Regions from separate parts of the Mus musculus genome. Here regions 2, 3, 4, 5, 6 and 7 are each linked to region 1. Evidence: chromatin contacts called from public HiChIP or PLAC-seq and promoter capture Hi-C data. All regions are on one chromosome and are shown on one strand. The core of a region is the stretch at or near the end of the contact, and the rest is flanking DNA. Distances in the headings are between cores, read along the strand shown. Region 1 holds the start of Mysm1 (myb-like, SWIRM and MPN domains 1). Region 2 holds the start of Hook1 (hook microtubule tethering protein 1). Region 3 overlaps Fggy (FGGY carbohydrate kinase domain containing). Region 4 overlaps Fggy (FGGY carbohydrate kinase domain containing). Region 5 overlaps Fggy (FGGY carbohydrate kinase domain containing). Region 6 overlaps Fggy (FGGY carbohydrate kinase domain containing). Region 7 overlaps Fggy (FGGY carbohydrate kinase domain containing).

Region 1 (4,336 bases), core at 1,123-3,622:
TTGGAGATATCACTAGGAATGGCCACTGAGCACAACTCTTATGGCAAAACACATTTCCTCAAGGAGGGTTCAAAAACATTCAGAAAAGGAAGATGAGAAGAAATAATAGTTGAAAGAAAACCAAATTGCAATGCTTGGTTTTCGTATCTAGCTTTCAGTAAATGCTTAAAACTGGTATGTTTCAAACTAATCTTCAAGAGTTCCTTAAATGCTACTGTCCCCTGTAACACAAAATACCTCAAGGGGCACTCGGCACACTAAACTCAACATGATTCAAACTCCAGCATTACAGGGCACCATTCCACATAATGTCAGTGATGCTCCAGAAGCAGTGGCTGACATGAGGACCCTCCTAATCCTGCTTGCATGCTGCATAGAAAGAAAGAAAGAAAGAAAGAAAGAAAGAAAGAAAGAAAGAAAGAAAGAAAGAAAGAAAGGAAGAAAGGAGAGAGAGGGATGGAGGGAAGGAGGAGAGGAAGAGGAAGGGGAGTGGAGGAGAAGGGAAGGGAAAAGAAAAAGGGGAAGAGGGGAAAAGGGGAAAGGGAAGGGAAGGGAAGGAAAGAAAAGACAGGACATGACTGCTCCTAAGTATGGCGGAGAAGAAAGTTCATTGTAGATAAAAGGGAGAGCATATGCAATGGTGGGGAACATCCAGAGAGAATATGACCCTGAACTGGGCCATGTAAAGAGAATGCAGAGAGAAGCTGCAACAGAGAGAGGCTGCCTGGGCCAAGAGACAGGCCAATAGAGTAAAGGACAGACCAAAAGGGCCAGATAGCCAAAATGGCTGAATTATATAGAGAAGGGCAGCTGGGGGAAGGGCAGACTAACTTCAGGGCTAAAGAAAATAGGGTAGGAGGCAGGGTATGCCAGCCATACCCTGCAACAGGCAAGACTGAAGGATGCTTTAAGAACCTGGAGGCCAGTTCCACTGTAATACAGCACCTCAGGTAATCATTTGTCTCTCCTTTGAGACCTAACATACGAGGTTAACATTACAACATGCCACCAGTAGTCTCAAGTGTCAAGAAAATGGTACAAGAAAAAGGGATGAAAAACTAAACACAACCAGGAAAGTTAAAACGAACCCTTGAGAGAGGCACAGAGCCAATGCTTTCAGGTGACGGTCACTGAACACCAGGTGAATTCCTTTATGAACTCCAAACTGCCCTCGCCCACTGAGGTCACCGATTCTCAAACATCACAAGCACTTGCTCAAGTCTGATATATCACACTGGTGTAGAGTTATTGCTATCTCAGGCTATCCACGTAACTTTTGAACTTTTGAGAAAATATTTATGTGAAGTTAACTACCCCTCATTTTCATCACATTTTAAGAACTCACTGGCTATTTTAAAATGCTTCTTATTCTGGTGCCTTATAGAGGAGGACTGGCAGTCTACAGTGGAGCAGCCCTCCTGTCAAATGAACTATATGGGCTGAAAATGGAGCAGTACTAGTAATAGTATGTACTTCAGCAGAATTCTAACGAAGTCGCTGACAAGTTACAAGTAATGTACCTGGCTTCTACAGGAGGTCCTATCTGGCCCCCATTACTTAAAAGGAGGGATACCGCGTCCTCCTAAAGGCACGTGTCAAATCAGGTTCAGTTTAAAATCACACTGCCCGTCCTTGCAGGCACTGGCATGACACCCCTAACTGGGTCTTCACTACATTATCCTAACACAGCAAAGAAAACATCTGCCGAGCATTCTCCATATGCTAAAACATCTCTCAGAATTATTTCATTCGATGCTTACAACAGTAAGATCGACAAGTGATTCTTGGTTTCCAAGCAAGCGGAGCCTTGCTTGGAAATGCCTCAAATGCCTTGATCACGGTCAGAGTGACAGTAAACAGGAAGAGCAAAAGCAAAAGGCAAACATGACTTGTCCAACTCTAAAATCTGGATCCTTTAGGGTAAGCTGCCTTTCCCCCAAGTTTTCAACAACTTGCTCTGAGAAGGAGGAATCAAACGACTGGACCAGGTCGCTAGCGGGCGCAGGACTAAATTAGACGCCAGTGTTCAAGATGCTGTGAGGCGCCTGAGACAGCGCGAATGCAGGTAGGAATCCGAATTAAACACTGTCCATCGCAGCCCAGAAAGTGGAGATAAACAGTGCAACCTGGGGCACCGGGTCCACTCCCGGACCCGGCCGACTTCCGGCTGGGAGCACCCCGGGTCCCGACGCCGTCCACACGGACCCTCGGCCAACCGCATCCTCCGACCCTTGCCTAGCACAGCCCGGCCCGCAGGACCCCGCTCCGCGCCTCACCCCGGCTGTGCAGCCGCCGCAACATCTCCTTCCACATCCACATCCGCCTCCTCCGCCTCCATGACTGCACCTGACGCAGGCGTACTCGCGAGATCCCGCGAGATGCGGCGGGGCGGGACCGGGGGCGGGCCCAGGGCCGGAGGCGGGGCCTTGGCGTGGCGCACTTCCGGGGAACTCCGGCGAGTAAGACCAGGAGACTGCGTGAAAGCTGCTTCCCCAAGGACCGCATGGGTTATCTCACTTCTCTCACGTCTTACGTGGGCTAACTCACAGCAGATCTTTTTCCATTCAGGCGAGAGACCCTGCTTTGTGGCATCCATTGTCTCTGGTTCATTTTCGCACACACACACACGCGCGCGCGCGCCTACCCGCCCCGCCCGCCACCGTGAATTATTAGAATGACCCAGTGGAATGGATGCAGGTTTCACGGATTTTATTTTATGGATAAGTAAATAGACTCAGAAAACTGACGTGATTGTTCAAACAGAGAGCTTGGTAGATTGATCTTTTAAACTCTGCCCTGAGTGTTTGCCATATACATACAAATCATTGCTGGGAATCTGTGAAGCAAAGAACTTAACGGTTTTCCAAGAAATCAGAGTCTTGCTTCTGCATTTTTCTGCCCTCAAATCTGTCTCTCATACAGTTAGAATCCATGACTCATTGTCTTCTCGATCAGACTGTGACTTCTTTAAGGATAAAACCTGTCTGGTAGTCCTTACACTGCCTGCGTTCAGCACAGTGTCTCACGTAGTAGAAGCTGTGTTGGACAGGTAAGTGTATTGGGAACCAGCAAAATAAACCTGATTTGTTGTTGTTTTGTTTTGATTTTTTGAAATAGGGTTTCTCTGTATAGCCCTGGCTGTTCTGGAACTCACTCTGTTGACCAGGCTGGCCTTGAACTCAGAAATCCACCTGCCTCTGCCTCCCAAGTGCTGGGATTAAAGGCATGCGCCACCACGCCCCGCAAAATAAACTTGTTCTTTTTTTTTTTTTTAAGTACTACCATGTCGTTTTCAGGCTTCATTTAATCATAGGGGTAAACTAAATTCAAGGTCCCAGGCCCTGGGGGAGCTTCTGTTGTAAGGAGACAGCTATTTGAGCCCAGCCATCTCAGAGACAACTTAGAAGGAGACAATTGTCTGCGTCCAGTCATCTCAGGGAAAGTTGTAAGGAGACAGCAGTTTGAGTCCAGCCATCTCAAGGACACTCTCCAGCTTGCTGTAGGGTCAAACTAAGTTCTTGTTCCCAGGCCCAGGAACCAGCTCCTATTCTGATTGGTGGAAATTCGCATGCTCAACCCTTTATGGTCAAAATATGATTGGCCGAAGCTACAGCCTACCCTGCTTGCCCTCCCTTACTTTATGGTTTCATCCTTTAAATATGCTATGTAATTCCCCTAAAAAGTCACTCTCCGGACTCTGTTCTATGTTCTCCGGCCTTGGTCGATCAGTAGCAGCTTGAATACAATACATCATTCACTTGATGTATGAGTTATGTTGGATCTATGCGGACCCCATAATAAGTGAACGAAACAATAAAACGAGCTTACTTCACACCTCAGCCTGAGAGTGTGATGGCAGGAGAGGCAGAAGAATTTTGTAAAATGAGGGCCCCGTGCTTTAGGAACTGAATAGTGTGTTTTACTTTTCAGGGCAACCTGGAACCATGGTGTTTATTTGTTTGCGCATTGTCAGAGGACTCATCTAGTAATCAATGCTAACAGCTTGCCTGACAGAGCATAGGCACTTAAAGGTGCCTGTTGGATTTAATCGGGAAATGCAAAATAGAAACACCAGTCTCTAACTCAAGAGCCAGGTAAAACTACCAGAGGGAATAATGCAGTACCCATTACTCAGGCAGGGCCAGGGATGGTGCCTGTTTGCCTCAGACATTGTGTGAGGACTGAAGAAACTTTGAGCGAATGTGTTAGGCCTGATTGGAATCCCAGGTGAGTGTGTATTGTTGAGATGTGTTCAGCCCTGTTAAACACCCAAAGACCCAGTCTTGTGGGGCAGCCATCTCTGTTGGGGTCAGGCTCGGAATGGCAAAGCCTTCCT
Region 2 (4,336 bases), core at 547-3,046, 990 kb after region 1:
TGTGATGATTTCACAAATGGAAGTATAGAATTATTCCAAAAATGGAATTATGGGTTTAGATAATATGGTTAATGTAAAGTTCTTTGGAGTTGGAGAGATGGCTCAAAGTTAAGGGGACTGCTATTCTTACAAAGGACCAGAGTTCTGTTCCTAGTCCCTAAAGTAGGCTACACAAAACTGCCTGTAAGTCCAGCTCCAAAGGATTTGATGCCCTCTTCTGGCCTTCAAGGGAACCTGCACACATGTTGCAGACACACAGGAATAAAAATAAAAATGTATCTTTAAATTTTCCCAATAAATATGCCAAACTTCCCTTGAATTTTTGCTTTAGATTTATATTCATTTCACACTTGTCAGAATTAGTCTTTTTTTTTTTTTTTTTGCTGTTTTTCAGTAATGTGATTTTCTAACTTTTCAAATTGGAAAGAATTGAAATTTTAGTAGGTCACTTATCTGTGGGTCTCAGTGATAAACGTGCTTTAAAGAGTGTGTGGTTATAGTAATTCACATTGCAAAGTTTACAATTCCCAACTTACATTATTTTCATAATATGTGCTTATATTTTAGCCAGAGATATCTTTAGAAATGTAGAGGCTGTGGTCTCTACCCGTAACATTGAGAGCAACGCGGGTGGTGGTGGGGGGGGGGGAGGGCGGGGGTTGGGAGAGAGTCACAATACCGACTCTTCAATTCTTTAGGCCTATAGTTTTCATGAAGTTTCATTAGTATTTATTGTGTCTAGAATACACTTTAGCAAAATTGTGAGGTTGCGTCGAAAATGCCCTCACTGTATTTTTAAAATGAAACTGATTTATAACAGGGGGTTTATAATTTATTGTCCAACAGTTTTGCTCAACGTTTAAATATAAAAATCACAGAGAGTTAAGCGAACCAGCTGCCTCTTAATACAGAGTATGAATTGATGGATTAATGAATGAGTGAAGTGGTGAGAACCAAGAGTTAGAATAATATTGTAGCCCCTTCCAATAATGACACAATTTATCATGTTGGATTGCCACTTTCCAGATTTTATGGACCATGCCACCAACATCCTCAGTGGACACATCATTATTATTATTTTTTAACATAGAAACGAGCAGGTAGGGTACACAGATACAGCCTATGCTTTTTGAACACTATTTAATTTTGCTATCTAAAAACGGCCTTCCCCTTTGCCCCATTTAAAATGAAATCAGCCACAACCTGTGATTCTGTGAGGGCTTCTTTGACTTAGGCAGCATGGAGGTCTGTTTTTTCCTTAGGAAACACGTTTCTTGGTCACGTGGTTCCTCTTGCTTTGGGGGTTTCAATTCCTGAGCACTGTGGTGGGGAATGAGAAGAGGCTGGAGGCTGAGAGTGGGTCTGTACTAGTGCTAACCAGGAGAAATGGAAGGTTGGCCTCTGAGCCCTCCACTACCTTTGGCCACTCTAGCTCGCGCAGGCGCGCTCTCCTTCCTACCCCCAGCCCCGCCCTCATTGCACCTGCCAGGTCATAAACCTCCGCCCACCCACACCCGCTTCGCCTGGCGGTCCGGGCTTACCCCTCCTTGATTGGCCAAGAGTCTCTGGAGCGCGTCCAATCAGCAGCCCTCCTGTGCGACCTATTCCCGCTCCTCCCGCCCTGCCGGCCTCGCTGGTGCCCAGCTTCTTTGTGACTGGTGCTCGCAGAGGTCACTCAGCGTGCGGTGTGCGATCGGCGGGCGGGGCCGGCTCAGGTGCCGGGACGCGGGACAGACGCGGTGGGCGAGGGGGCGGTCGCGCCGCGACGTCTGCGCCGTGAGGCTTCGCGCGTGAGTGGCGCGGGCGCCAGGCCTGGCCGCCGAGCTCCAGTGGCGGGCGCGGAGGTCGTTGACGCGGGCCCGGTCGGAGGCGCGTCCGTCGCTGTGAGCGCGGCGTCGAGGTTCTCGGACCATGGAGGACCCGCAGCCGCTGCCACAGTCCGAGCTGCCGCTGTGTGACAGCCTCATCATCTGGGTGAGTGTAGTTCCACGCTTGCCAGCGAGGCCACCTGCGGGGCGAGCGGAGCACGGAGCCTCCGGCTGCCACGTACACCTCCTCCGCAACCCTTCCGTCCCAGCCTCTGAGAGCTCCGCCTCGCACAGGTGACCAGGAGGCGCTGGCAGCCTCGGTTCCCAGATTGCTGTCCTTTTGGGCCCACACAGCACCCATGGCGGTGTAGACACAGCTGAGAGAGATGGCCAAATTACCTTTGATGTGGGAGCTCTTTTTCATTTTTTCCCCCTCTTCCTCCCCTTCCCATCTTAATACCTTTCTTTTTTTAAAGTAAAAAAGAATTGGCTTTTTTTGTTTACGCTTGATCCATGTGCAGGATTTTTTTAGCGCAGATTGCCTCAGTCCTCATTTTTTCCCAGTATTCCGGTGAGCCAAATGGTTTCTAACCTGTTGGAATTTCCTAGATATGACAGAACTGCCGTCCAGGTGTGATTTCTAGGCCTTTATTGTGCTAGGATAGTGTTTGATGCCCTACAGTTGGGTGTTGATAGCGCTGATGGCTCAACTCAGTTGTATAATTGTGAAGAGAGTCTGATTGGAATGTAAGTAGACTGGATCAGGAGGATTACATCCTCCAAGAGATTGACTGGCCATCTTCTAATACTAGCAAATCCAAAGGACAAATAGGGAAGATCTCTATGAGTGTTTGAAATTTGTAGTCACTTTTGCACTTTAGACTTTGATAACATGTTTTAAGTAGAATGTAGTTAGGATCTCAGGGTTAAAGCGTTTAGCTCACTGTAGACCTGCATGTTTATTTAAATTACTATTTAGGTTTAGATATTGTATTTAAGATTGTTAGGAAAGAAGGCAGTATTACTTTAATGATCCCATTTGTTTAAAAACAAATGTCTAATCATAGGGTGTATTCAGGTCTGCAATTTTGTGCTCTGATCATCTGACTGAGATGGTAAACTGGGTTCTTTATGATGTCACTGACTTCCCTATGAGGTCACATGGAGTTCAAGAGTTTCTTAAACTATACTGCAATATTTCCAAGTGCTATGACCATATCCTTTCTTAAAGCAGTATTTTGACTTCCTACTTTGTGCTGGCCTCACAGGAATTAGTTTAACTAGCAGAGTTGTGTATCATTACAATGAAAGGCAAAGTTCCCCAAGATCTAGAGAGAGAGAGAGAAAGAGAGAGAGAGAAACAGAGAGAGAGAGGGAGAGACACACAGAGAGAGAGAGAATGAACCAGATAAGGATTCATAGACAATAGAGGGTGAGAGGGTGGTTGGTTAGCTCTTGCTAATTGGCTCCTGCAGTGATCTCCCAGGCTGTTGTACACTGGAGAAAATTGAATGGCTGAAAATCAGTTATTGCTTCTAATCATGGCGGTAGATGCACTGTTCTCCCTGACACTGTCCAGCTTGGTGATGGGGAAGGACATGGTGGTTCTGATTCTTTTTAGGACGCTTCATTGATGCCCTGCTTGGCTCTTCTTGGAACCGAATTTTGACTTTCAGGCACAATACCACCTCCTCAGCTTTGGGTCTTCCTTTAAACTCTGTTCCTTCTAACTCTTTTAGAGCATTGTTCTGCCATTTATTTTCTTTTTGCTGTTGAATCTGTCTAACCCTGACCCCCAACTAAACAAGGGATCTCTGCATGTGCTCTTCTGATGGAGCTGTGTCCTCAACCTCCTTTTTACTTAAGTCAAGACACAGTCTAAGATTTCCAGAAATCTTAGCCTGAATTCAATATGGCTGGTAGACGTGTGAGACTTCTTACACCTCCCAAGCGGCTGGGAGTACATTCTTGTGACAGCAGGCACTGCTGTTTACAGCGTGATTCAATTAGCCATTTCCTTCATATGCTTTCATTTAACCTTTTACTATTTTAAAAATAACTAAGGCACCACTCTAGTTATTCCATGCTGTAATGCTTCCTCTTTCCCAGTAAAGTTACAACCCCCACACCTTTATACTTTTTCCTTTCACTGCTCAGCCCATTATATTTTAATTCCTTTACTTTTAAAAAAAAATAAATTAGTTTATCTATTTACATTCCAAATGTTGCCCCTCTTCTTGGTTCCTCCTCCCAGAGTTCTTCACCTCATCGTCCTTCCCTTTGTTTTACAGAGGGTGCTCATCCCCACCCCTTCACCTTTCCATACCCCCCTTTGCATCCCCCCCAACCTTTCCACCCCCCCCAATCCCCAGCAACTCTCACCTCACCCACTCTCAAGAATCCCTCTTCCCTGGGGTATCTACTCTTTACAGTAAGTTTAGCACAGCCTCACCCACTGAGGCCATATAAGGCAGTCCTCTGTTACATATGTGCTGAGGGCCATAGACCAACCCTTGTATGCTCTTTGG
Region 3 (4,336 bases), core at 1,211-3,710, 920 kb after region 1:
TCTTGTAGCACCTCCAAGGACAGATTCACCTCTTCCTGAATAATTGGGCTTGATTCACATGATGAGCTGACATAAGCTTTGCAGTTCCAGGACGGATCCTTCTCTTGATCTTGTTCTCACTGTTGTCCACTGAACAGCGGGAGAAGCTGAAGCTCTCATTCCTGGTCATCCCCCTTGCCCCCCCCGCCCCCCCCCCCCGTGTTCCTGCAAGGAGAAGGCAGCTCTGTGCAAATAGTCTCTAGATTCTCAGGGCCCAGGAGCAGCCCCTTGGGGGTAGAGGAATTCCATTACTCCACCTGGTGTCGCTTGCTCTCCTCTGGAGCCGGAAAGGGCCTCAGGAGACAGCTGTGGGGTCACCTCGGCTGTACTGTTCAGATCCTCAGTGCTCTTCCTAAGTAGTTCATGAACCCAAGACCAGAAACCTCAGAGGGAGTCCATTATCTCTGATGGCTTCTGTCTCTTTCTGATCTCTGCTTTTGATCTATCACCAGAGCCTATGGTCAGTCTTCAGCATGCCTTTCATGTCTGGATATTATAATAAATACTTCATTCCTGCCTGTACCTCTTCACATGCTCCCTGCTATGCTTAACATTCCAAGACACCGGAGGGCAGCAGCTGTGGCTTCTTGGAGCTCCTGGGAGATGTCAGGTCCCCAGAGTGCAGCCCTGTCAACCTCAGGGCACTGTCTCCCTGACACAGCTCTCACCCTAGCTGCCCTAAGCAGTGCCTTTGTCACTCATCCGGTGTTACTTCAGCCCATGCCCTTCAACCTTTCTGTTTCCTCCTTGAATAGATACATGCTCTGCAACATCATCTGTTAGAGCCTGTGTGTCCTTGGAATCTCAGTGCAGGCATGATATCCATGAGGACCGTGGGCATGCAGAAACATACAGTAGGAAACCTCCAGGAATGCCACGCTCCTCATCTGGATTCTCAGAGCCCCATAACAGCCCCTTGGGCTAGGAGATTTCCATCTCTCCACCTGGTGTGGGTTGCTTTTCTAAGGAGGCAGAAAGGGTCTCAGGAGACAGCTATGGGATCACCTTTGCTGTGCTATTCTTCCTCATACTGATAAGCAGAGTGGACAAGAAGGCTGGTTATAGGAACAGTTCTTATCTTGCCCCTGTCACTTACCTGACAGAGTTCTTGGTAACTTAGCAGACTAATAATATGTTCTTTGTACATAAACTAAGTTGAATATTTCTTCCCAAGCTGCAAATAGCCTAACCAGTCTATCAAGTCAAATCCCAACTCATTGCTGAAAGAATCCATTGTTGTTTTGAGTTTTAATATCTGATGTGCAGGACAGTGTAAAGAACCTTTCAAGTAATTGGGTGATGTTTACACACACACACACACACACACACACACACACACACATATTACTTTCTGCACAAAGGTCCTGGACCCCAGAGCGTTTCTTTTCCGCTTATCAGACCACTGAGGTAAGGGTTAAGCCATTCTCCTCCTTTGGCTGACATCTGGGCCCCACTGGATGCTGCCCAGCTCTCCTCAGCTGAGAAGGATCTACAGCCAAAACTCAAGTCCCAGCCTTTGTAGCGGGCAATCTCCTGGCCATCTGTGAGCATGTCAGCTCTCTCCAGCAAGGGATCCTTCACATTATGGCATTTTCCCCAGTGACTCCACATTAGGGAGCATTTGTGGATGCTTGCTTTATGCACAGCAATATTAATATTCACTCCATCCTTACCAGGCAAACCTTGCTCCTACTTTAGAGAAGACAAAGCTTAGAAAAATTAAAAAGCCTGCCTAGGCTAGTAGAATAGGCAAGTCTCAAACCAGGTCTTCCCAGAGTTCTTGCCTCCACACTCAGCTCAGATCTGGAGGTATTGTAGGGAAGGAATTGAAATGGCTTTGTAAAAACAGGAAGTACAACTCAGCCTGTATTGTTCCAGTATCACAAAATGCACAGCATGAGATTCCCCTAGGACCTCTCCCCTTCACAAGCCTGTGTTCAGGAGCTGAAAGTGGGGAAAGCCTATCCCAGGACTTAAAACACTGATCTGTGAGTCCCAGAACAAAGAGATCAGGACAGCAGGCATGGGGAGGGTCGAACACATACCTAATTCTGAGCATTTACAACTGAGGAGGGGAGCCAGCTCTGGGGTTTCCTGCTTCTTTCCACAGATCTTTCAAAGTAGATTAACCCTCTCTGTAAGGAAAAAAACCTACCTCTTTGAGAACATTAATTTTGTTCTCATCTAGAAGCCATGCTGAGCTACACTAGAGGTAATGGCATGTAAAAAAAAAATGTTCCCAGAGACACTCCCAGCTGAACACACAAAGAATCTGGTCCCCAAGGAACAGTATAAGGATTGTCTGAAGGACTCGACATTGGTGAGATTACAGAAATCATAATATATGAATAAATGAACATATGGAAGAAATCAGGAAAGCCCTCCCATTCTTCCCATATGTAAACCTGGCCTTCAAGTAAAGTCCTTAAGTAAATGCAGATGTAGCCAAACCAGGGACCAGATGGCAAACAAGCACTGGACCAAGAGGTAAAGAAAGCTTTCCATGTTTATTCAAAGATGGGGGAAGTCATAATCCAGAATGCTGTGGTGTTCTCAGAAGGGTGACCTCAGGTCACATACACCCAACCAAGGCACAGTACAACCAAAACAACATTGACAGAGTTTATAACAATTGTGATTTGCTGTAGAAAAGCCACTACCATCTTACGTGACCAGAATCTGATGTCAAAAGTTGTACGTTTGGGACATGAAAGCAATGGTTGTACATTTGGGACATGAAAGCAATGTTTAGAGCAGAGGAGCAGGACTAGAGGGGCAGGAAAGCAGCAGCATTGGCCTTTGCTCGGCATTCACATGTGCCGGCAGCTTTGATGCTTGGTCTCCTTTAATTCTCTTACCTATGCACCAGGTATTGGGAAAATTCTGTAAAGGCATTTTAAATGGATCAAGAGATGTTAGGTCCCTAGATCCTACCTAAGCAGTGCCTTTGTCACTCTTCCGGTGTTACTTCAGCCCATGTCCTTCAACCTCAGTCTGTTTCCTCCTTGGATAGATACATGCTCTGCAACATCATCTCTTAGTGCCTGTGCGTCCTTGGAATCTCAGTGCACCTGGGGATGCTCACCTAGCTATCACTAGTACTTCCTGGGTTCTGCCCACATTCTCAGCTTCGTAGTTCATGTTCTTAGAATGAATACAATTTGACAAGGAAGACAGGTCCCTGAAGACTCTGGTTAGGGTCTGCCATATCCTCTCTACCCTTCCTGCCCAAACCAGAAGAACTAGGGGGACAATTTTAGCTACCCAGGTACTGCCTTGAGATTAAAGCAAACATACTGTGAGGTACGGAGTAGAACATGACTCTGTTTTCACCTTCTTCACAGCCTGCTGAGTCCTGGCTTCTCAGTGTTCAGGAGTTTACACATTGAACGAAGGAAGTTCTGGTAGTGCTTCACCTTCAGGTACATGCTTAAATGAGCATTAAGGTACCCTTCCCTTGCCATTCCACTAAATCACTGTATGTGGAGCAGTAGGTAGAAAGTGCTGTCAAGCTTGTCAGGCCTGCTTCCTGACGTTATGACTAAGCCTGCTGCCTCAAGAAAACCATGGCATTCTTTGGGTCTTGGCGTGCTTGACTCTAAAGGGCTGAAGGATTTCCTGAGAATCATTTTGGTTTCATCTCTTCCCACTCATCTGTCCTCTTTCATGTGTGCATTCATTCTGAATGTCATCTGTTTCCCCATCACTCTTAACCCTGGACCAGGATGAGAGACTGCACATGAAGCATAAGGCAGACTTCTGTAACTACATGTCAATCACCAGCACGCAGGGCGGGCACCCTTATTCTTGTTGTCTACTTGGGGTTGGCCATTAGGAGACACAAGCAGAAAGCTAGAGTTGTTGTTGTTGTTATTATTATTATTATTATTATTATTATTATTATTATTATTCCAGCATCCTCTGCAGGGTTACTATAAGTTGGCTGCATCCATTTACTGCCTCACCTACTACAGAGGTAGTCTCATGCAGACAAGTATCTCTGTGTGGTGGGAACCTGTTTTCTCTCCCTTCACTTCTTCAAACTAAGAGGTACAAACGGTTCCCTACTGTTCCTGGTCTACAAATTCTTATTTCCTTTCATAATCCACTCTTTCTCGTTTATTTTTAATTTCAGTTTGCTTTATTTTAATATGCATGTGCCACGGCACACATGTGAATGTCAGAGGACAACTTTCAGGAGTCAGTTCTCTCCTTCAGTCATGTGGATCCTGGAGACTGAACTCAGGTTGTTAGCCTTGGTGGCAAGCGCCTTTACCCACTGAGTCCTCTTACCCAT
Region 4 (4,336 bases), core at 1,075-3,574, 870 kb after region 1:
GGGAGGAAGCCAGGCCTGAGCCTCTCTCAGATCTGTCACTTTTCCTGGTGGCTTAGTAGCACAGTGAGAAGCAGGTTCTGTTATAATTCTTCAAGTCCTCTAAGATGTCAGAAGGATTCTGTTTACCAACTGTCTGTGTAGGGGGATGGCTAGAGCTGACCTGAACTGGAGGAGATAGGTAAGATACTAAGTGGGCTTCCCTAGAGAGGCAAGAAGAGGGCTGTAGCCTTTGTCTAAAGGAAGCCTTTCTGCTGCAGACCTTTCCTCTGTGGCATTTCCCGTCATCTATTGATTAGAAAATCATGTCATCCTGTGAAAGTAGGTGGAATTTTATCCCCATCCTTCAGATCAGGAAACTGAGGTACAGAGGGGTGGAGATCCTAACTTAGGATCACACTGTGAACTGAGTGAAGAAGCAGAGGTGTAAATCACGTAAGGAACCAGAACTGCCTGTGAAATCCACATGGATCTTCAACCTTGGCACTTGTCATGTAGGCGGATTCTTTGCGCCTGGTGGATACCTACTTACCTTCGCATGACATTTCAGTCACATGACTGTTTCAGTCCCATGTTACTGTCAACCGCTGGCTCAGAGACTCATTCTCTCACCAGTTAATTGATGGCTTGGACCCTGCTCTAAGTGTCAGAGACATGGTGGTAGACAGAATGGAGCCCCTAGCCTCATGTAATGTCAGTTGCAGGGCAAGGTGCAGGACTAAGTAAGGAAACCACATGGTAGAAAAGGGGGTGGGGGATATAGGAGCACAGAAGGAGCAATGAAGTTGTCTCATCGTTCTAAACACAGTGACCAAGGAAAGCTAGGGTTGCATTTGTACTGTGGTGAAGAGCCAGTTACATGGACATCTGGAAGAGCTCTGAAACCAACTCAAGAAATCACAAGGAAAGTAGGTTCATGTGGTGGCTAGGAAAAAGAGAAGCCAGATGGTAAGGGTCTTACCAGACTATCTAAGGATTATGGCTTGTACTGGAGATGAGTCAGAGAACCAGCCCTTCCATGGCCTGTATCCATCAGCCCATCTGAGACTGGATTAGCAGGGAACAGCCTTTCATTTCAGCCTTTACTGGGCCCAGCAAAACATGTGATAAAGTTAGAGGTAAACCAGGAACCTGGGTGCCAAAGCCTTACAAGTTGATAGGTATGGTATTGGCCACCTTGAGGCTTGTGGCTGGTACACTGGCCATCACAAGGCAGAGAAATCTCCCAAAACCCAAATCCCAAGGACTGGGGACTTCGGGGAGGTATAAAGTACTGCTGCTTTGACATCAGCGGGTTTGCCTCCAGAGGTGTTTGCTGGCTCCTCACAGCCCTGGTTCTACTGTTAACCAAGGTATGACTTTGTCCTGTGCAGGCATGCCTGTGGTCCTGTCACAAGAGGTGGAGTCTGTCCTCGTGGGAGCTGCTATTCTGGGTGCCTGTGCCTCAGGGGACTTCACTTCTGTGCAGGTATGTTAGGATCCATGGGTGGCTGTGGTCCCTGCCCTGTCTGAGGCTGTCTGTCCTCTTGACAGCAGCTCACAGCTTGCAAAACACATACAGGATATAATTAGGGAATGATAGGTTGCAGCCAGAGAATCACAGGCACTCGCCGCCTCTGACGTAGTCACTGTGGCCTCCCTTTGGTTTCACCTCTGTTCATGTGAATTGTTCTGCTTCTCTCTCTTTATAGGAGCTCCTACATTATTTAGCTTCAGTTTCTGCTTGGCCATTTTCCTTTGATCAAGTGAAAGAGTTGATGCTCAAAATATTGGTTTTCCACATGGGCTTCAGTGTTTTATTTGTTTATTTCATCTGCATCACTTTCCAAATACCTTTGAAGCCTGGGCCAACAAGAAACACAAAAGAAAGTGTTGGTGAGGGGAAAAAAAAAAAGAATTAAAAATAAAAAGAAGGAACAAAGTTTAGGAAGCCGGAAACAATTTGGTGGTGGTGATTTGAGTACACGATTTTGCTCTGAGCTTCCTGGCAGCCAAGACAAAAAAAAAAAAAAAAAAAAAAAAAAAAGCATGATAAATTGCATAATTCTTATTTTCAAAAAGAGGAAGCATCCTAGTTTCTGGTAAGAGACAAGCTTTTCCTGATGTGAAATAACAAAAGATGTTGTACATGCTAGAGGTTGTTAAAGGCTCCCAGCATTAAAATGATAACAACAACAAAAATCCTTTTAAAAAATGAGTATAAGGTAGACTATGATGACAGTCAGGCTCTGCAGTTAGACCTTTTGGTCTCAAATGCTGGCCTCCCTACACGCAAACTCTGAGGACTCAACCATCTCCTCTGCACTTGTACTTCCCTAACTCTAACAGTGGCCAGTAGCTGGCTTGTAAATTCTCCTATGGCTCGGTTGAGCGTATATAGTCCCCACCACAGCTCTCGTATCCCCATTTTAGAAATGGGGAAGTTAGGCAATCTTCCTCTCCTCTTGTATCTTTTCTCTTTCTTTTCTTTTCTTTTCTTTTCTTTTCTTTTCTTTTCTTTTCTTTTTTCTTTTCTTTTCTTTTCTTTTTTTTTTTTTTTTTTTTTTTTTTTTTGTGAGATCTGATGCTTGGAGCTTTGGTAGTCCTCTTGGGCTGATGAGGTTTGTAGAGCAGATATTAGACACTGTAGAACACATCCTTGGTTGCTGAGCCAATCCTGGAAGCAGAGTACTAGCTCTTGGCCAAGCTCATGAAACAGCCAGTATAGAGCTGGAAGAAAGTCAGACCCCCAGCTACCAGCTGAGAACCAGGCACTTCAACCACTTGCCCGCATGCCCCAGTGTTAAGTGACAAACCAGGTGTTCTAACAGTACCCCAATAATTAGAATTCAATTTGCTGTGACTGCCTAGTGTGGCAGACCCTGTGCTAAGTTCTTTAGTATAGCTCTCCTAATGCATATAATACCCTTTCATGGCCTGTAAGAGAGACCCAGAAAACTTACAAACACAGACCATTAGAAACTTCCAGTGGCAGAAGCCCATTTCCAGTTTAAGAATGGAGCTGGGCATGTGGCTTGGTGCTTAAAGCACTTCACAGCTCTTCCAGAGGACCTGCATCCAATTTCCAGTACATTAGGTGGTTCATCTGTGGAGTTATCATCTGTAACTCCGGTACCAGGGAGTCTACTGCCCTCTCTGGCTTCTGGGAGTACCTGAACAGGGGTGGTGCCTATGCATAAACCTATGCATTCAATCTATACACAAAACAAAAACTAATCAATTACTCAATACGAAATAATATGTGCAACTAATTGTCATTGGATGGGCTGACTGTAGTGATGAATTGTCTCTAAAAGGTCCAGTCTGGAGGCAGTGGCATTAGTGTGATTGCATCTGGAGCTGCTTTGGAAATATAAATACATGCACTTGGCATTCTTCTTATTTCCTCCAAAAAGAAGCAAATGGAGCTCACCAAGCCTGAGACTAGCTTAGACTCCACAAGATGATCCTGTCTGTGATTCATACTTTTCAGCCTAAACTTCAACACAGACTTTTCTTAGAACTTCCAAGATTCTAGCTTGGTCCTCACAGGGCCTAAGAAAGATGAGTGCTTCCTGCCAGATACCCAGTTCCCTCAGCTGTCATGGTTGATGGATCTTACCTAGATAGGCTGACTCCGAAAACACTGCCAGGGTCATCTCCTTCAGATAAAGGAAGGGCTAAGATCATGGGTTGAAGAAGACATGGTTGGAAAATTAGAGAAAGAGCTTATATGTGCTTGAAGAGAACCTGTCCCGATTTCCTGTGGCCATGAGTGACATCAGGCTTGGGTAGAGCTTATACCTTCCTTTTCCAATACCAGTGGATCAAAGGGAGCCATAATAATGGTTTTACTAGAAGTTACTGCTAACTTCTACATACCAGAAATCTGAGAGGATTTAGTCAGCTAAAGGAAAAAGAGAATGGGTGAACTTTACAAGAGTAGTGTTAGAGAGAGGGGCTGAGTCCAGGTTCCATTGCTATCACGTGCGCTGGCACATAGGGGCAATTCTTTTCTCATGCCCCCTGCTCTTTCCTCCATGCAGAGTTTCAGCGTCAAGGGCTTTGCCCCTCTTCTCTGACCCTTTCCTACCCTTCCATATCTTCTCAGTATTCCCTTTTTAAATGAGGGACTCAAGAATAAAGGTTGAAGAGTATCCTAATGAACTGTCCTTCAGGAAGCCTCCAGTCTGGCTCCACCCAAGGAAAGTCATGCCATCTGTATGTCGCAGCTTAATGCTGCAAAAACAGGAAACAGGTATGCTACTCTTGGGATCAAAGTCCAGATGTTGAGCTGTGTCAAGGGACAGGTAGAAGGGAGTCTTATCCATTCTCTTATTTGTATGTATGAAATCATATG
Region 5 (4,336 bases), core at 1,254-3,753, 840 kb after region 1:
GGGGTCATGGGTACTGTGCTTGGAAGAAAGCAGGCTGCCATTTGAGAAAGAATTGATAAAACATACAAAATGAAACAAAGTCAAAACCAAAAACAGCATCATGCAAGGTTAAAATTACGTGAATGATGATGTGCATTAGTTATTTTAATGTCTTCCAAGTGCACTTCATTTTGAATGATATACTCAGATAGCACACATGGTAAGGTATAATTGAAAAAGCATGTAGGGGAAGGACTGAATTCAAAGAATAAACACACAGCTGCAAAGAGGTTAGGAGTCAGAGGGGTAAGCATATGCCCCATCCCCCAGGGATCTCATTTGTGTATGAGTGGCCCTGTATATGGAGGCTAAATGAATCCCACTGTTTGCAAAGACCCTCAGTAAATGGGACAATGACGAATCAATAGTAATTAGGCATATAGATTCTATTGACCCAGATGTCTGAAGCCAAACTCCCACTCTGAGATTCCTTGAAAGGCAAATGAGAAGATTTATGGACATTCACTTCTTTAGAGAGAAAAAAAAATTATACTCTGGGAGCACTGATGCCCTTCCTAAGGAGAGAGTGATTAGAAATAGTGCAGACTCTTGGCTTCTGATGAGAAAGGTTGTTCTTGAGTTTCTGTTATAAATATGGTTCCTGTTGGGCCACAGCAGGGAGAGCTGGGAAATAGAATGCCAGAATGTGATCATATGTATATGTCCTATCCTACCCTTCTGTGGATGCCTCAGAGAGCCCTTTCCTAAAACTGAACTGAAATCGAATATTCAACAATGTGTGTGGGGGAATCATATGGACTTTCCCCTATAGTATCCCTTCTGTAAAGGATCTTAGTAATGCATCTCCTCTGGACCGCAGTGAAAGCTTGGTGCATGCTCCAGGAGTGGCAGGAGCTACCAAATCATGACTGAGCTTTATCCCCATTAATATTGTATCCCCTCCACTAGAACTAAAAGCATAGTCTACAGCTGCCAATAGGGACTGCAGCAGAGTTAACTGGGTAATGCTCCCCTGGCTTTGCTGATGTTGCAAACAGACATTCATCAATTTGTACACTCATGTGTTTTGGTTTTCTCCACGTTTTGCATTAGAATTTCATATACATTTTTTACTTACTAAAAGAAATTTCACTGGACCTGTGTTTATAGTTCAGTGGTTAAGCATTTGGATGGCATTCTCAAAACTCTAAGTTTCATTTCCAGAACAGAAACACACACACACACACACACACACACACACACACACACACACACACACACACACACACAGTTTTCACTGATAGAGAGGAAAAGAGAGTTTGAAACTATTTTTATGATTTTTTTTTTCAGAAACCTACAGAAACATCATGGTATCCATGGGGACACTCCTGGCATTGCAAAATATGAACTTGAAGTCACTTCTTCTAAAGCATTTTAAGAATGCAAATCACAAATATTGGCAGAAGTATTCTAGCTGCTAACCTCCTGTGGGCATTGCCCATGCTTTGTCTCTCTGAGGTTTTCTGGTCCATCTTTGGGATCTTTGGTTCAGAGCTTTGGAAGGTTCATTTTCCCCAGATTCCCTAGCTAGTGAACTGTGTCCCACAGTAAAACTTAACCCAGTGAAGTATTATGATACTACATTATGAAGTAAGTATTATTATACTACATAATGAACAGGAAATAGACATTCAGAGAGGCTAACTGTAGCCAGGATAGAAAACAGTATCTGAAACTTGCACTGTTTTCACTCCCAAGTTTGTCATCTTTTGACCTGAGAAATGTCATTGATTAAGGGGGTCATTCCAATTCCACCATTTTACACCTCAATCAACTAAAACTTAAAATGGGAAAACCTACACGATAGCCTTTCAAAGTCATGGTTCTGAATCCCATGTCTAATTCTTGATCCTTACTGTGTGTATGACGCTCACTCATTGGATCCAGGAGCGTATATTTATCTCTATTTGTCATTTCATCATTTTTACAATTAGGAAGACAGATTTAAATAAATCCTTTGCATATGCACCATATTGTACTGCAGTTTACAGAATGCTGTATGTTTGCATACATGGTCTTTGATCTTCATAATAACCATATGAGGTAAGTTGGACAGAGATTGTAGGATGTTTCTACAGATGAGAAGAGGACAGTTCGAGAGCTTGGAATAACTGGCTCATGTGTACACACCTACCAGGAGTGAAGCCATTGTCTGACCAGGTCTCCTGACTCCAAGCCTTTCCATGGGAAGTGCTGCCCTGGCATGACAGTGTGTTGTGAGAGTTCAGGGGCTAGTTTCATATAAGAGCAGCTGCTTTGCTCAAGCTTTTGAGAGCCCTCTTTGCTTTCCTGGGTCTGATATCGAAGTGCAAATGGTTTCTTTCTGCAGAATAATTTGCTTTTCAACCCTATCCCCTTTTAAAATCAAAATCCACTTCTTTTCCAGATGCCAGAGTATATATGCATATTTGAATAGTCACCTGGATCTGATTAAGAAGGCTCAGCCTGTGGGTTTCCTCACTGTTGATTTACATGTTTGGCCAGATTTCCATGGCAACCGGTCTCCCTTAGCAGATCTGACTCTGAAGGGCATGGTAAGTAAAAGCCAGTCCATGCACGGAGGTGAAGGCCAGCCAAGGGGTTGCAAAGTTTGGAAGACACAAAGTGAGGAGACAGGAAAAGAGGGAACAACTGAGAAAAGGTGGCCAAGAAGAGCTGGCTTTTGTCAGTTGCCTTGGTCAGGTTGCTCCTGCTCTCCAGAAAGATCTGTTAGCCATTGTTGTTGTTTCCAAGCCAGCTCAGAGCGCCTTTGAGATAGTATTTCTGTACTCAACTACTGCTGTGTCTTACTGCCCTGGTGTGGCTGAAAGTCCTGCCTATGTCATTTTTACATTTACACTGATTTGTAGTCATGTTTTCCATCTCTGTCTCCAGGCTACCCACTACCTCAGTGGTAAATATTACCACCCATGGTCCCACTTCCTGAAGCAAGCCTGAGAGCCATGGCTGTTCTGAGCCCATAGCAAAATTTCAGAATTTCAGATTTAACTTCAGCTAAAAATATAATTAATAACTAATATTGGGGGATCAAGTCTGCTCTTTTTTATTTTTGTTTTTTATTTATTTTTATTAATCATTTTCTTCATTTACATTTCAAATGAAATTCCCCTTCCCAGTTACCTCTCCACAAACTTCCCCATCCCATCTCTCTCCTCCCTCCCCTTTGCCTCTGTGAGGGTGTTCCTCCACCCATTCACCCACTCCCATCTAACCCCACTATCGTCCCCCTATGATTGGCTATCAAGCCTCCGTCCCCTCCCATTGATGTCAGGTAAGGCCAATCTCTTTTACATATGTATCTGGAACCTTGGATCCTTCCATGTATACTCTTTGCTATTAAGAATCTTTAAGGCTACATTCAGCCCAGAGATCATGAGCCCTCCTGTAGAGTTCAGGAGGAAATTGGTGGCAAGCTCACACCTGGATGAGGCTGTAGTACCTCCAAGCCAGACAGGATCTGTAGCTGTGAGGAGGCTGGCTATTGAGAACACTGAGAGCTAGGCTTGGAGGTGAATGAAACAAGTTAAATCTAGAGAGGAAGAGAACTTTCAGTTCTAATGGACCACATAAGAATTCCTAAATGCCAAGTCTAGGAAGGGGAGTGTAAGGAAAGTGAAAATGGGAAGTGAGAAGGTAGTCTCTGAGCAAATGCCACTAACATGCAGGAGCAACATTAACTGTGAGAAGGCCTACTGGCTTCAGGAATTTAAGGTTTGTGGTTAAATTCATTAAGATTGTTTAAAATAGTTTTATGATGCTTCCACAAAGTTCAAAACCTCATTTTTATTACAGAGTTGACCACATAATCAACTTCTCTTCATAAAGCAAAATCATGAAACACTAAGGAAACTGGACAAGTCAACAGTGTGTTTGTCTGGAACCTGTGAAGCATGCCTATGAAATAAGCTGAGCTGGGCCTCTGAATTCAAACACGGAGGCAGGGGAGACCTCTCAAAAGTAGACACAGCTATAGTTTTTGCTTTCTGATAATCAACAAATGCAAACTGTTGGGTAGGAAGGAAAACAACTTATACAAGTACAAATATATATATATATATATGACTATCTTAATAAGAGGGACAAACAGCAGAAGCCAAATACATTTAAAGATGCTCAAGGGTGGTTTTACCCCAAACAAAGCCAGGCCGTGTGGTAAAATGATCAAGGCTCTGAAGTGACAGACTGGTGACCTACCCTAAATGCCATTTGTCAGACCCAACCTCAACACTCGGCATGTCAGGCTGTCAGGCGCCATGGTTACTGGTGATTTATTTCATCTGTTTCTTAAAATCAAGCC
Region 6 (4,336 bases), core at 500-2,999, 820 kb after region 1:
TATGAGCATTGGAGGAAAGGTACAAGCCAAGTAGAGAAGAGAGTCTCAGATCCTCCTAGCTGGACTGATGGGTGGGTTTGAGCCACTCCATCTGTGTTCTAGGAACTAAACTGGGGTCCTTCAAAGGAGAAGGAATTGTTCCTAAGCTCTGAGCCATCTCCAAAGTTTTTGAGCCAAATCTCAGGAGGATATATAACTTTTTTTTTTGTCTGAGGGGAAATTATGAAGAAGCAGAGATGAAAAAGAAAATGGCTCACTTTGGGGAATTTCAATTTTTCAATAAATCTAGGGCTTAGTCTGTGAAAGACTTGATAGGGAGGAGAATCAGGAAACAATAATCTTGTGATTAAGTCAAACAAATAAGGAAAAGCCAAATTAGAGAGTATGTCATCTGTCAGGGATCAATATTAATAATAATACAATTGAGTTTTTGTTTTAGAAAGGTCATTTGCTGGACATACAGAATTTGGCCTGAGTAGGGGTAGAGAGGATGGAGGAGAGGAGGAAAATAACTGAGAAAGGGAAATCAGTTTACTTGCTGATGAAATAGTACAAGCAAGACATGGGAGATAATACTAAGGCAGCAGCAATGGGGAACAGACTGTGCTTGTGGACAGAAGAACAGGATGACCTGCTGTGGGCAGATGAAAAGTGAATAAGTTAAGACTGGAATCTAGAGAAAGACCAAGAATAAGAAGAGCCCTAAAGGGTAGCAGATTCTCTTTTAGATGTATCATCTGGATATGCAAGTCACATTAGTGAGAGACTCAGGAGTGGGGTCTGAGTCTGAGGTAAACATGTGGCACTCTACGACACACACATTGTCCCTGCACTCGCTGGAGTAGATGAGCCCAGGGAGAGGGAGGTAATAAAAGGTGTAGGAGAGATCACAGGGAGGGGGAAGGGTTTCCTAAGGAGACAGACTAATAACGGGCCTGCGGCCATGTGAGAACTCTAAGCTTCCCACTATCTCAAGAAGGGGTAGAATTAAACCACCTGCTGCTTCACAGTTTGTTTAGGAGCCTAGTGTATCACAGTGTCTTTGTCCACACTGTGCCGTGCCATGCAGATCTTGGACTTTGTTCTGGTTGATGATTAGTCGCATTTATGGGTCAGGAAACTAAGCCTCAGAGAGACACAGAATCACATGGTCAGCCAATGGCCTAGGCAGAATTGTCTAGAATAGTTTGTCTACTTCCCAAGCCCCTGCTCACATTGCTCTGTCATGCTCACTGCCTTGAAGATAGCAACTACTTTTATCTTAACTGGTTCCTGGGAGAGACAGGCACACTGGTAGCTCATTATAGTGTTCAGCCGAGCAAGGCAAACCAAGAGGTAAAAAACCAAGAGCCTCCCTCTGTTCATAAACATTTCTCCAGGCTCTTATTCTCTCTCTCTCTCTCTCTCTCTCTCTCTCTCTCTCTCTCTCTCTCTCTCTCTCTCTCTCTCTCTCTCTCTCTCGTGTGTGTGTGTGTGTGTGTGTGTGTGTGTGTGTGTGTGTGTGTGTGTGTGTTTTAAGTAGTCATCAGGGAGTTGGCAGAAATAGATGTATAAGTGTTTTTTCCCCCCTCTGGTAAGACAATATCCTAGTCCATTTGGAAGAAGAGATGACCATGGAAATACCCAGTCCCACACAGGTCTGCTGCCACTCTCCAAACATCCGAACCTGGAAGCAGACAGTCCAAGCAAAGCCTCCTGTTCCCTCCCAGGACTGTTGGCATCTGGAGCCTGCCTCCTGTCCTGCCAGGGGTTTAGGCCAAACCAGCCTCAGGGTGAAGGGCTGGGAAAGGACAGAGGGAGCTGCAGTACCTCCCCGCTCTCAGCCAGTCACCTCTCCCCGAAAGAGTTGTGAGCAAGCATCTGGACTTTGTCATTCAGGGAATCCAGCCCATAGGCGCCTAGCCCTACATGAAACTGGGCCTGTGGCATCCTTGCTTCCAGCTAGCTTGAGAAGACATGACCAGAGGCAGGAACACTTGGAATGTGACTTTTGACCCCAGCCTGTTATTTCTGATCGTCGTAGGAGTCTGCACATGTGCCTTGGGCATCTCGGGTTGTAATTATGTTCAGTATGTTTGATTTGACATACACACAGGGAAATTGAGGGTAGATAAACATGTATACTCACAAGTATACCCCATGCTCAGCCCATCCTGAACCCTCAGCTCCCGCTGGATTTTAAGTTTATTGAGGATAGAGACTTGGATATACATAACTTTGAAGCCCATCTCTCCCAATCTTTTCAGGTTTTAAACTGTAGTCTGAACTCAGTATGTATCTGAAGTCTTACCCAGCTAATGTCTGAGATTATAGATTGTAGCTATTAAATACAGCCTATAGTTAACAGGTTTTTTTGAAAAAAAAAATTCCAATAGTCTTAGCAGCAAATTAGTTGGGTGACAGAATAAGTAGGTACTTGGAGACACCCCAAGAGACAAACTGACACAATCCCATAAACTCCAGGCCACGTGAGAGCACAGCCTATTGAAATATCTCACTGGAGTGTTCTACTGGACCAGCTGGGATGCAGTGAGTCAACTCTTTGGAATCTTAGAAAACCTCAGAGAGAATAGTGTCTCTGCTCCAGTCATCTTATAGCTGGGAGAATGGTGTTGAGAGAGGGAAATAGGTGGGGCGTTTCTTACAAGCACACAAAAGTGACTTCTCTTCTAGCTCTTTGACCTGCTCAGCTTAGATTTAATTTATATGCTTAGTTATATCGATAGAGTCATGCCTCTTTCCGACTCTCATAAATGTTGTGTGATAACGTAGTATGCAATCAAAGGTTTAGTTGGCATTTTGTAAGTTAATATAGAGTACACATGATCAAAGCATTTGTCAAATGTCTAAGTTCAATGGTAACACTGATACTAAGATTAATACCCTTGTGCCTATACCGAGGTTGTGCCAGACGATATTGCCAGTCTTCTAAGCAAAATAAATAAATAAACACCCCGCCCCCAAACCTAGCTATATCATTAAGTAAATACCAACTGATAACCTCTGGATTTTGCTGTTGTGTTGTAGTTCTCTGAGTTCATTTGATCCTGGTTTTGGACACATGCCCTAATAACAAGGCTTTCCAGTCTAGCCTTTGAAAATATGCTGTTTTGCTCTAATCTCCTTTTCAGTATTGTTACTAACAATACTGACTAAAAAAGGAGCCTCTTCGTGGTGGTCTTTCATGTTGTCCCCTGCTGTTCCACCCTACAGGCCTCAGTTCAAGGAGAACTAACATTGACTTGGGTTTTGAACAAAGATAAGCTATGTCTTTAACAAACTTTAATATTTACCAGTGTCCTCCGTTCTTGTAGACATTAATATTAGCCCTTCCACTTTGAAATCAAGGAGACCAAGGGTCAGAAAGTTGAGGAGGAAAATTTGTCTAAATTGTTGCAGCATAAGGAATATAATCAAGATAAGTCTTTTTCCTGACCTGAGCTCTCTCTTCTATTAACAACTATATCAAGGTAATTTCAGTAAAATTCTTCTGGAAATTAAGATTATCTAACTTAGCCCAGGCATGTGGTCCATGCTGCAGTGCCAGTATTTGGGAGTCTAAAGCAGGGCTATCCTGACATTTATGATAGTCCACTCACAGGCCATAAGATTGAGCTATCTTACGTTCCCGACTAGCTTGATCTAAATAGTAATGAGTGTGTTAAATATATATTTGTATTTAAAAAAAAACAAACACACATCCTAACATACTGGCTTTTAAGGCAAGTGAATATTGTATACTTGGTGTAATTCTTTTGGCTTGGATGGCCCTCATTTTCTACCTTTCACATATATATGAAGGATCCAAAGAGACAATGGTAAAGTTAGAACAATATCTTAGTGTGTCAGACGTAGGTATAACACTTGTAGAGCTGTGGTTTTCAGCCCTTTGGCAAATCTCTGCCTCCAAAAACGTGTTCCTTATGGTTCATATGAGTAGCAAAATTTACGTTGTGAAGTAGTAACAAAAATAATTTTATGACTAGGAATCATCACAACATGAGGAACTATATTAAAGGGTAGCAGCATTATAAATGTTGAGGACCACATCTATAGAGGTCTTGGGATGATTTCTTTGTGGTAGTTTTATAATGTTGGATACGTGTTATTTAGCATTTTCAGTTTACATATATACACAGTAGGGGCAATGGCTGATTCTTCCTCAGAGTTATATGAACTGTGTCATTTATACCAGAGTAAGGTCTGTATCAAGTCCCCAGGCAGAGTTGAGGCCAGCAGTGCCGTTAGGCCTAGAAGTTAGTGTTCTATATGGACACCCGTCATTAGTGTGGGCAATGATCTTCCTCCTCACAGAGCAACCCTTAAGCCAAGAGAG
Region 7 (4,336 bases), core at 1,059-3,558, 790 kb after region 1:
GTGTTGAGGAATAGCATTCCAGGCAGCGGGAAGAACATGTCTTGAGTTATGAATGAATGGGCATCCTTTACTGTAGATCCAGAGCAGGGTGGAACAGAGGTCATTAGATGAGATCAAACTGTTCTCTCTGCCTGCCCCACCCTCCTCTTCATATTGAAGTGATGCAGGTTTGCCGGTCTCTGGCTTCTCACTGCATACTCACAGTATGCTATGAGTGTGCACCCACAGTGTGCGCGCACACACACTGGCTCTTGATGTCTATTTGAGTATATGAAGATAAAGGGGGCTCTGTAATTAACCTAACTTGCTCTGCAAGTACCAAGGAATCCAGAGAAGCTGTGTGAAAGCCCATTTGTCCTCTTGCTGAGAGTTTCTCTACTCCCTGCCATTCTTAGAACAGGGACTTGTCTTTCACACCTGGAGCTTTGGAAGGCCTGGAAATAAGAATGGAGACATGAGGGTCTTAAAGCTTCAAGCATCACAGAGTTCCGTTGCTTCCTCCTTTCATGACCCTGGGGTACCATATATTCTAAAGGATCACATGACCCTGGGGTACCAGCCAGAAGAGCTTGCTTTTTACTAGCACTTTGACCTTGGACCTGTCACTTAACCTCTGAAGATCTTAGATTTTCCTTTGGTGTCTGTTTATGGCATTAATTATACCGTCTAGACAGTGTTAAAAGGAACTTATCCCTGTAATACAAAGAATAGACAACGGTATTTAATGGCCGTAGCCCGTTTCATGGCTGCCATTTGTATGTGTATAGTTAGAGTTGGTCTTATTCTGACAAGGTTAGATGACATATATGGACTAGAGTAAGGCAAAAACAGAATATACTTCCTAGTTTGCCCTTGGCTAGCAAGTAAATTTTTGTTATAGTCGTTTGTTTGTTATTTTATATTTTTTAACTTGAGACCAAATATGGGATTCTTACACACTTATGTATGTTCCCCTTTCTTTAATAAAAAGTATTTTTTTTTTATTTTTGGCTTGCTTTTAGCTTTCTTACACACACACACAAAATCTCTTTTCTTAAGAACATTCTGTTTGGTTTTACTTTCCCACAGGAGTGATTGGGGCAGATGTGAGAGGTCACGGGCTTACCTGTGAGGGACAGCCAGTGACGTCAAGGCTGGCTGTCATCTGTGGAACATCATCTTGTCACATGGGGGTAAGTGCACCACGTTGAAAGGCAAGGCCACCACAAACAGTGGAGGCAGCCCAGAGCCCAATCCTGGAAACTACTGGCTCCTTCGCCTCTCCATTCTTTCTGTCTCCCCCTTCCCTAGCACCGGCCTGACCGATCTTGCCAAGCCTCTTTCCAGTGGCCAACTTGTTGAAGAAAATGGAAGGGTGCTCAGTGAGTTCACCTGGGCTGCAGAGCTGACAAAGCCCTCCAGACATCTCTCCTCAAAGGGTGGCTAGGTCTCCCTGCGCACAGGTGTCTATTTTCATTGGCCACTGAGCTCTCTCTCTCCATCCATATAAATCCATCTCCCTGGGAGTGTCCTGATGATCTATAGAATCGGGCTGCATATCATGACTTCAAAAGAACACTGATAAGCAATTTTCACTGTGCTAATTTTTCTCCATGAATGAGTGGAAAGGCTTTCTCCAAGATTGCAGTAAAATTTAGTGCCTGCCCTAAAATTTATATCTTTTTTAAATGCATGAGTCTGAAAGCATTCCATTTCGATAAGTACCCATTTCTACCATATTTTTATTTAAAAGTCATTACTCTGTTAAAGTGAGATGGACGACTCCTTGGATTTTTCCCAGATGAGTAAAACCAAGGAGAAAGTGGAGGAGGAGATGAGCAGAGAATGCAGGACACAGGGCAGAATCTCAGCAGTGAGGGAGCGCAGCTCTTAAATAACTGCACTTTTCTTCACAGGCAGCTGTTTTGATTCAATAATATTCTCTGAAACTTTCTCTTTTGTCCTGGCTATTAAATTCTCAGAACAAAAGGATAGCAAAGACTTCCCCATAGCTGAGATGGGCTTATGGGTCCTTGAAAGCAGATTAAGTTTGAGATCGCTGTGCTACACATCTGATCTATGCTAGGCACTTAGTCTCACCCTTAGTCTCTGTGTAGAGATGGTTCCCAGTCCCACACAGGGTCCCAGCTTTCTGCAGAATATAGAGTTTTCTATCCGCTGTCTCCTAGCGTGAGCACTGAGAGAGTGCTTCTCTCAGAGAGCATCTGTTCGAGGCCAGCCTGTGACTGCCAGTCTTGTTTTTATGGAGCAGAGAAGGAAGAGTGGCTGACTCAGAAGGGAACTCTTGGTGGCAGAAACTTTCCCGATGTGACACTTGGGCTGAACTTTAAGGAACTACATTTTATTTCAAGCTTCTCTGAACTCTAGGCACTATCGTATCTTTTTGTTCCCTTTTTGTTGGAAATAGACTTTTTTCTTATATAATATATCCTAAATACACTTCCCCTCCCTCTCCTCCTCCTAGATGTTCCTCACCTCTCCTCCCAGCTGGATTCAACCCCTTCCTGTTTCTTACTAGAAAACAAACCGGCTTCTAAGTGATAGAGATAAAATAAGATTAAAACCAAACTCACTGAATAGGATATTACAAACGGACAGAAAGAAAAGAGCCTAAGAAAAGACACAAGAAACAGATATAGAAACAGAGACACACTTGTTCACATACACAGGAATCCCATTAAAATACCCATAAAACTGGAAGCCACAGTACGTGTTTATGTTTGTTCGTGTGTTTATGTGAGCATGTTTTGTATGTGTCTGTGTGTGTATTATATGTCCATATTATATTATTGATATATATATTATATATTATATATTTTAGTATCCTTAACTGGTTTTAGAAGTCTCACCCACTCACTTTCTACAGCCCTGTGCTAGAAGGACAAACCTAAAGAAGCTAGGCCTTCTTAAACCAGAAGTGTGGAACAGTAGCCAGTTCTCTTTTCTCTTGACATGGGTCTAAGCTGCCAGTGTGTCCTCACTGAAATTATTAAAATCTCTGCTATCTTCAGTGGGACACATCTTATCTAGCTTCCCGAATCAGAGTCTTGACACTTTTGCCCTCTAATTCAGACTTGCACACAGAAGCCGCCCCCACGGATGGGAGTTGCCTCCTTATAGCTTCCCTCAGTGCCACTGTCTCTTCACCGGGTGGCACGAGAGCTTTGTCTACTGTATCCTGGTTTTACAAATTAGAAAAAGGAGGCAGAAAGCTCAAGTGCTTCCCTCAAGGTCACAAAAATGGTACTTTCTGGAACAAAGACCCAAAAACACTCTCTTGGTTGTGGTTTCAGAGATCCAACTTTTTAGTGCTACTCGATATCATGTGTTCTTATCCCATGCCCATCCCAGAACAGAGAGATTGTAGGCATTTTGATTTCCAGATGCAGGTTGTAAAATCTCCTAGTATCGGTTCAGTCCCATGATCTGAGTGAACCCCTCAATCTCTCTAAGCCTCAGATTCTTCATCCATTATATAAGAGGCAAGACTGCCTGTACCAGAGAGTTTGTGGGTAACATGCATTTTATCTGACCGTGATGTGCAGTTTCACAGACACTCAAAAATAGTAATGATACTTATAAAAATGTCCCCGTGACATAAATAGTGCACATGAGACAACTGTTGGAGCTTTAACAAACTTGATGGGCAGCTGCAGTTGGATACAGTGAATGGCAGTCATAAAATGTCAGTTTATTGTCTTTTGTTGGACTGAAAGTATAGTCCCCACCTCCACCCCGTTTTGTACTTGCTAGTGTGAAGAGGCCTGTAGGCTAAAGGGATTAATCATCAGCTTTAATGCTATGTCAGGAGGGTTAGACTGTGGTCTCCAGTACCTTTGATCTCCCTCAGGTGCTGGGAACACAGCAAGCGGGCAACAATAACACGTTTGTGAGGTCTAGGAAAGGATCAGGACTGAGGAAGCACTCCCAGGGAAGCTCAAGGACCCCTTTGTTGTGGGTCTGGCAAATAAAACCACCAACTGTCAGGGAAAATTCACCAGCAGTGAGAGAGCACAGGTACCATGAGGGCTCTGGGTTTGTCAAGAAGTGGTTTTAAATGTGACCTGAAGGGTTCACCTTTTTCCCATCTGCCATTTCTGATGTCTCCAGCTCAGTGTTTAATTGATGAAGAATTCCCTGGTATATTTTGTGCTGGTAAGGTTGCCTCTTTCGGATTCAGCTCAAAATAACAAATGAATAAATGAATGACCAAGTAAGTGAGTATTGGTAAGTTCTCAGAAGACCCTCATCTCCTGGTCCCTGTTACCTCTAGGAATGGGGAAAATAGGCCTGAGGCAGAACACAAGACATTCTAATCCGGCCTTTGATATTTTAG

Evidence for each region. Promoter capture Hi-C pulls out the DNA fragments that hold promoters and counts their contacts. HiChIP or PLAC-seq counts read pairs in DNA pulled down with a chosen protein or histone mark.
Region 2: an H3K27ac HiChIP or PLAC-seq map of regulatory T cell precursor shows a contact between it and region 1, with 16 times the contacts expected there. The contact joins the promoter of Hook1 here to the promoter of Mysm1 in region 1. A contact is called at or near these places in 8 of 39 promoter capture datasets (the HPC-7 cell line, cranial neural crest, embryonic stem cells and 4 more), 15 of 484 Hi-C or Micro-C datasets (B cells, CD4 T cells, CD8 T cells and 9 more), 34 of 115 datasets of contacts at active chromatin or transcription factors (the 230-238 cell line, SST interneurons, T-cell acute lymphoblastic leukemia and 24 more) and 3 of 9 other capture datasets (adipose tissue, liver and macrophages).
Region 3: an H3K4me3 HiChIP or PLAC-seq map of embryonic limb bud shows a contact between it and region 1, with 9 times the contacts expected there. The contact joins the enhancer-like site here to the promoter of Mysm1 in region 1. A contact is called at or near these places in 15 of 39 promoter capture datasets (3T3-L1-derived adipocytes, the C10 cell line, the HPC-7 cell line and 12 more), 1 of 15 datasets of contacts at CTCF or cohesin (the NIH/3T3 cell line), 2 of 484 Hi-C or Micro-C datasets (bone marrow-derived macrophages and muscle stem cells), 29 of 115 datasets of contacts at active chromatin or transcription factors (the 230-238 cell line, the SCID.adh cell line, SST interneurons and 24 more) and 1 of 9 other capture datasets (pancreatic islet).
Region 4: a contact with region 1 is called in an H3K4me3 HiChIP or PLAC-seq map of bone marrow-derived macrophages, with 12 times the contacts expected there. The contact joins the enhancer-like site here to the promoter of Mysm1 in region 1. A contact is called at or near these places in 13 of 39 promoter capture datasets (the 3T3-L1 cell line, the C10 cell line, the HPC-7 cell line and 10 more), 1 of 15 datasets of contacts at CTCF or cohesin (the NIH/3T3 cell line), 1 of 484 Hi-C or Micro-C datasets (bone marrow-derived macrophages), 22 of 115 datasets of contacts at active chromatin or transcription factors (the SCID.adh cell line, T-cell acute lymphoblastic leukemia, bone marrow-derived macrophages and 17 more) and 4 of 9 other capture datasets (adipose tissue, embryonic stem cells, liver and 1 more).
Region 5: a contact with region 1 is called in an H3K4me3 HiChIP or PLAC-seq map of embryonic limb bud, with 4 times the contacts expected there. The contact joins the enhancer-like site here to the promoter of Mysm1 in region 1. A contact is called at or near these places in 7 of 39 promoter capture datasets (the 3T3-L1 cell line, the C10 cell line, cranial neural crest and 3 more), 1 of 15 datasets of contacts at CTCF or cohesin (the NIH/3T3 cell line), 1 of 484 Hi-C or Micro-C datasets (bone marrow-derived macrophages), 6 of 115 datasets of contacts at active chromatin or transcription factors (acute myeloid leukemia, astrocytes, bone marrow-derived macrophages and 3 more) and 3 of 9 other capture datasets (adipose tissue, embryonic stem cells and macrophages).
Region 6: a promoter capture Hi-C map of liver shows a contact between it and region 1, with 7 times the contacts expected there. The contact joins the enhancer-like site here to the promoter of Mysm1 in region 1. A contact is called at or near these places in 8 of 39 promoter capture datasets (cranial neural crest, frontonasal cranial neural crest, hippocampal neurons and 5 more), 1 of 484 Hi-C or Micro-C datasets (bone marrow-derived macrophages), 10 of 115 datasets of contacts at active chromatin or transcription factors (the SCID.adh cell line, acute myeloid leukemia, bone marrow-derived macrophages and 7 more) and 4 of 9 other capture datasets (adipose tissue, embryonic stem cells, liver and 1 more).
Region 7: an H3K4me3 HiChIP or PLAC-seq map of bone marrow-derived macrophages shows a contact between it and region 1, with 8 times the contacts expected there. The contact joins the enhancer-like site here to the promoter of Mysm1 in region 1. A contact is called at or near these places in 5 of 39 promoter capture datasets (the C10 cell line, cranial neural crest, embryonic stem cells and 2 more), 1 of 484 Hi-C or Micro-C datasets (bone marrow-derived macrophages), 9 of 115 datasets of contacts at active chromatin or transcription factors (the SCID.adh cell line, bone marrow-derived macrophages, cardiomyocytes and 6 more) and 3 of 9 other capture datasets (adipose tissue, liver and pancreatic islet).

The regions. Positions count from the first base shown.
Region 1 is chr4:94,976,728-94,981,063 of GRCm38.p6, forward strand. It overlaps Mysm1 (myb-like, SWIRM and MPN domains 1), which reads right to left and starts at 2,373. Exons shown (of 20, transcript NM_177239.3): 1 at 2,277-2,373. The coding sequence starts at 2,338. It overlaps Gm12694 (a long non-coding RNA gene), which reads left to right and starts at 2,394. Exons shown (of 3, transcript XR_867913.3): 1 at 2,394-3,049; 2 at 3,931-4,094.
Region 2 is chr4:95,965,583-95,969,918 of GRCm38.p6, forward strand. Hook1 (hook microtubule tethering protein 1) reads left to right here and starts at 1,797. Exons shown (of 22, transcript NM_030014.2): 1 at 1,797-1,974. The coding sequence starts at 1,912. 9530080O11Rik (RIKEN cDNA 9530080O11 gene) reads right to left here and starts at 2,073. Exons shown (of 2, transcript NR_045776.1): 1 at 1,542-2,073.
Region 3 is chr4:95,898,596-95,902,931 of GRCm38.p6, forward strand. The region is part of intron 14 of Fggy (FGGY carbohydrate kinase domain containing); the gene reads left to right. Among named protein-coding and RNA genes, the nearest start is that of Hook1, 67 kb to the right of the region's middle. Within about 2 kb of position 2,461, at least 24 of the 459 cell types and tissues checked have an H3K27ac peak or open chromatin away from gene starts, as enhancers often do. A contact at or near this core is called in the SCID.adh cell line, craniofacial prominence, embryonic limb bud and 1 more, where this site is marked.
Region 4 is chr4:95,848,212-95,852,547 of GRCm38.p6, forward strand. It overlaps Fggy (FGGY carbohydrate kinase domain containing), which reads left to right. Exons shown (of 16, transcript NM_001113412.1): 14 at 1,371-1,465. Among named protein-coding and RNA genes, the nearest start is that of Hook1, 120 kb to the right of the region's middle. Within about 2 kb of position 2,325, at least 89 of the 459 cell types and tissues checked have an H3K27ac peak or open chromatin away from gene starts, as enhancers often do. A contact at or near this core is called in the HPC-7 cell line, adipose tissue, bone marrow-derived macrophages and 6 more, where this site is marked.
Region 5 is chr4:95,819,553-95,823,888 of GRCm38.p6, forward strand. It overlaps Fggy (FGGY carbohydrate kinase domain containing), which reads left to right. Exons shown (of 16, transcript NM_001113412.1): 11 at 2,426-2,573. Among named protein-coding and RNA genes, the nearest start is that of Hook1, 150 kb to the right of the region's middle. Within about 2 kb of position 2,504, at least 43 of the 459 cell types and tissues checked have an H3K27ac peak or open chromatin away from gene starts, as enhancers often do. A contact at or near this core is called in adipose tissue and embryonic limb bud, where this site is marked.
Region 6 is chr4:95,792,987-95,797,322 of GRCm38.p6, forward strand. All of the region lies in intron 8 of Fggy (FGGY carbohydrate kinase domain containing), which reads left to right. Among named protein-coding and RNA genes, the nearest start is that of Hook1, 170 kb to the right of the region's middle. Within about 2 kb of position 1,750, at least 68 of the 459 cell types and tissues checked have an H3K27ac peak or open chromatin away from gene starts, as enhancers often do. A contact at or near this core is called in extraembryonic endoderm stem cells, liver, second pharyngeal arch cranial neural crest and 1 more, where this site is marked.
Region 7 is chr4:95,768,358-95,772,693 of GRCm38.p6, forward strand. Fggy (FGGY carbohydrate kinase domain containing) reads left to right here. Exons shown (of 16, transcript NM_001113412.1): 8 at 1,069-1,172. Among named protein-coding and RNA genes, the nearest start is that of Hook1, 200 kb to the right of the region's middle. Within about 2 kb of position 2,309, at least 13 of the 459 cell types and tissues checked have an H3K27ac peak or open chromatin away from gene starts, as enhancers often do. A contact at or near this core is called in adipose tissue and bone marrow-derived macrophages, where this site is marked.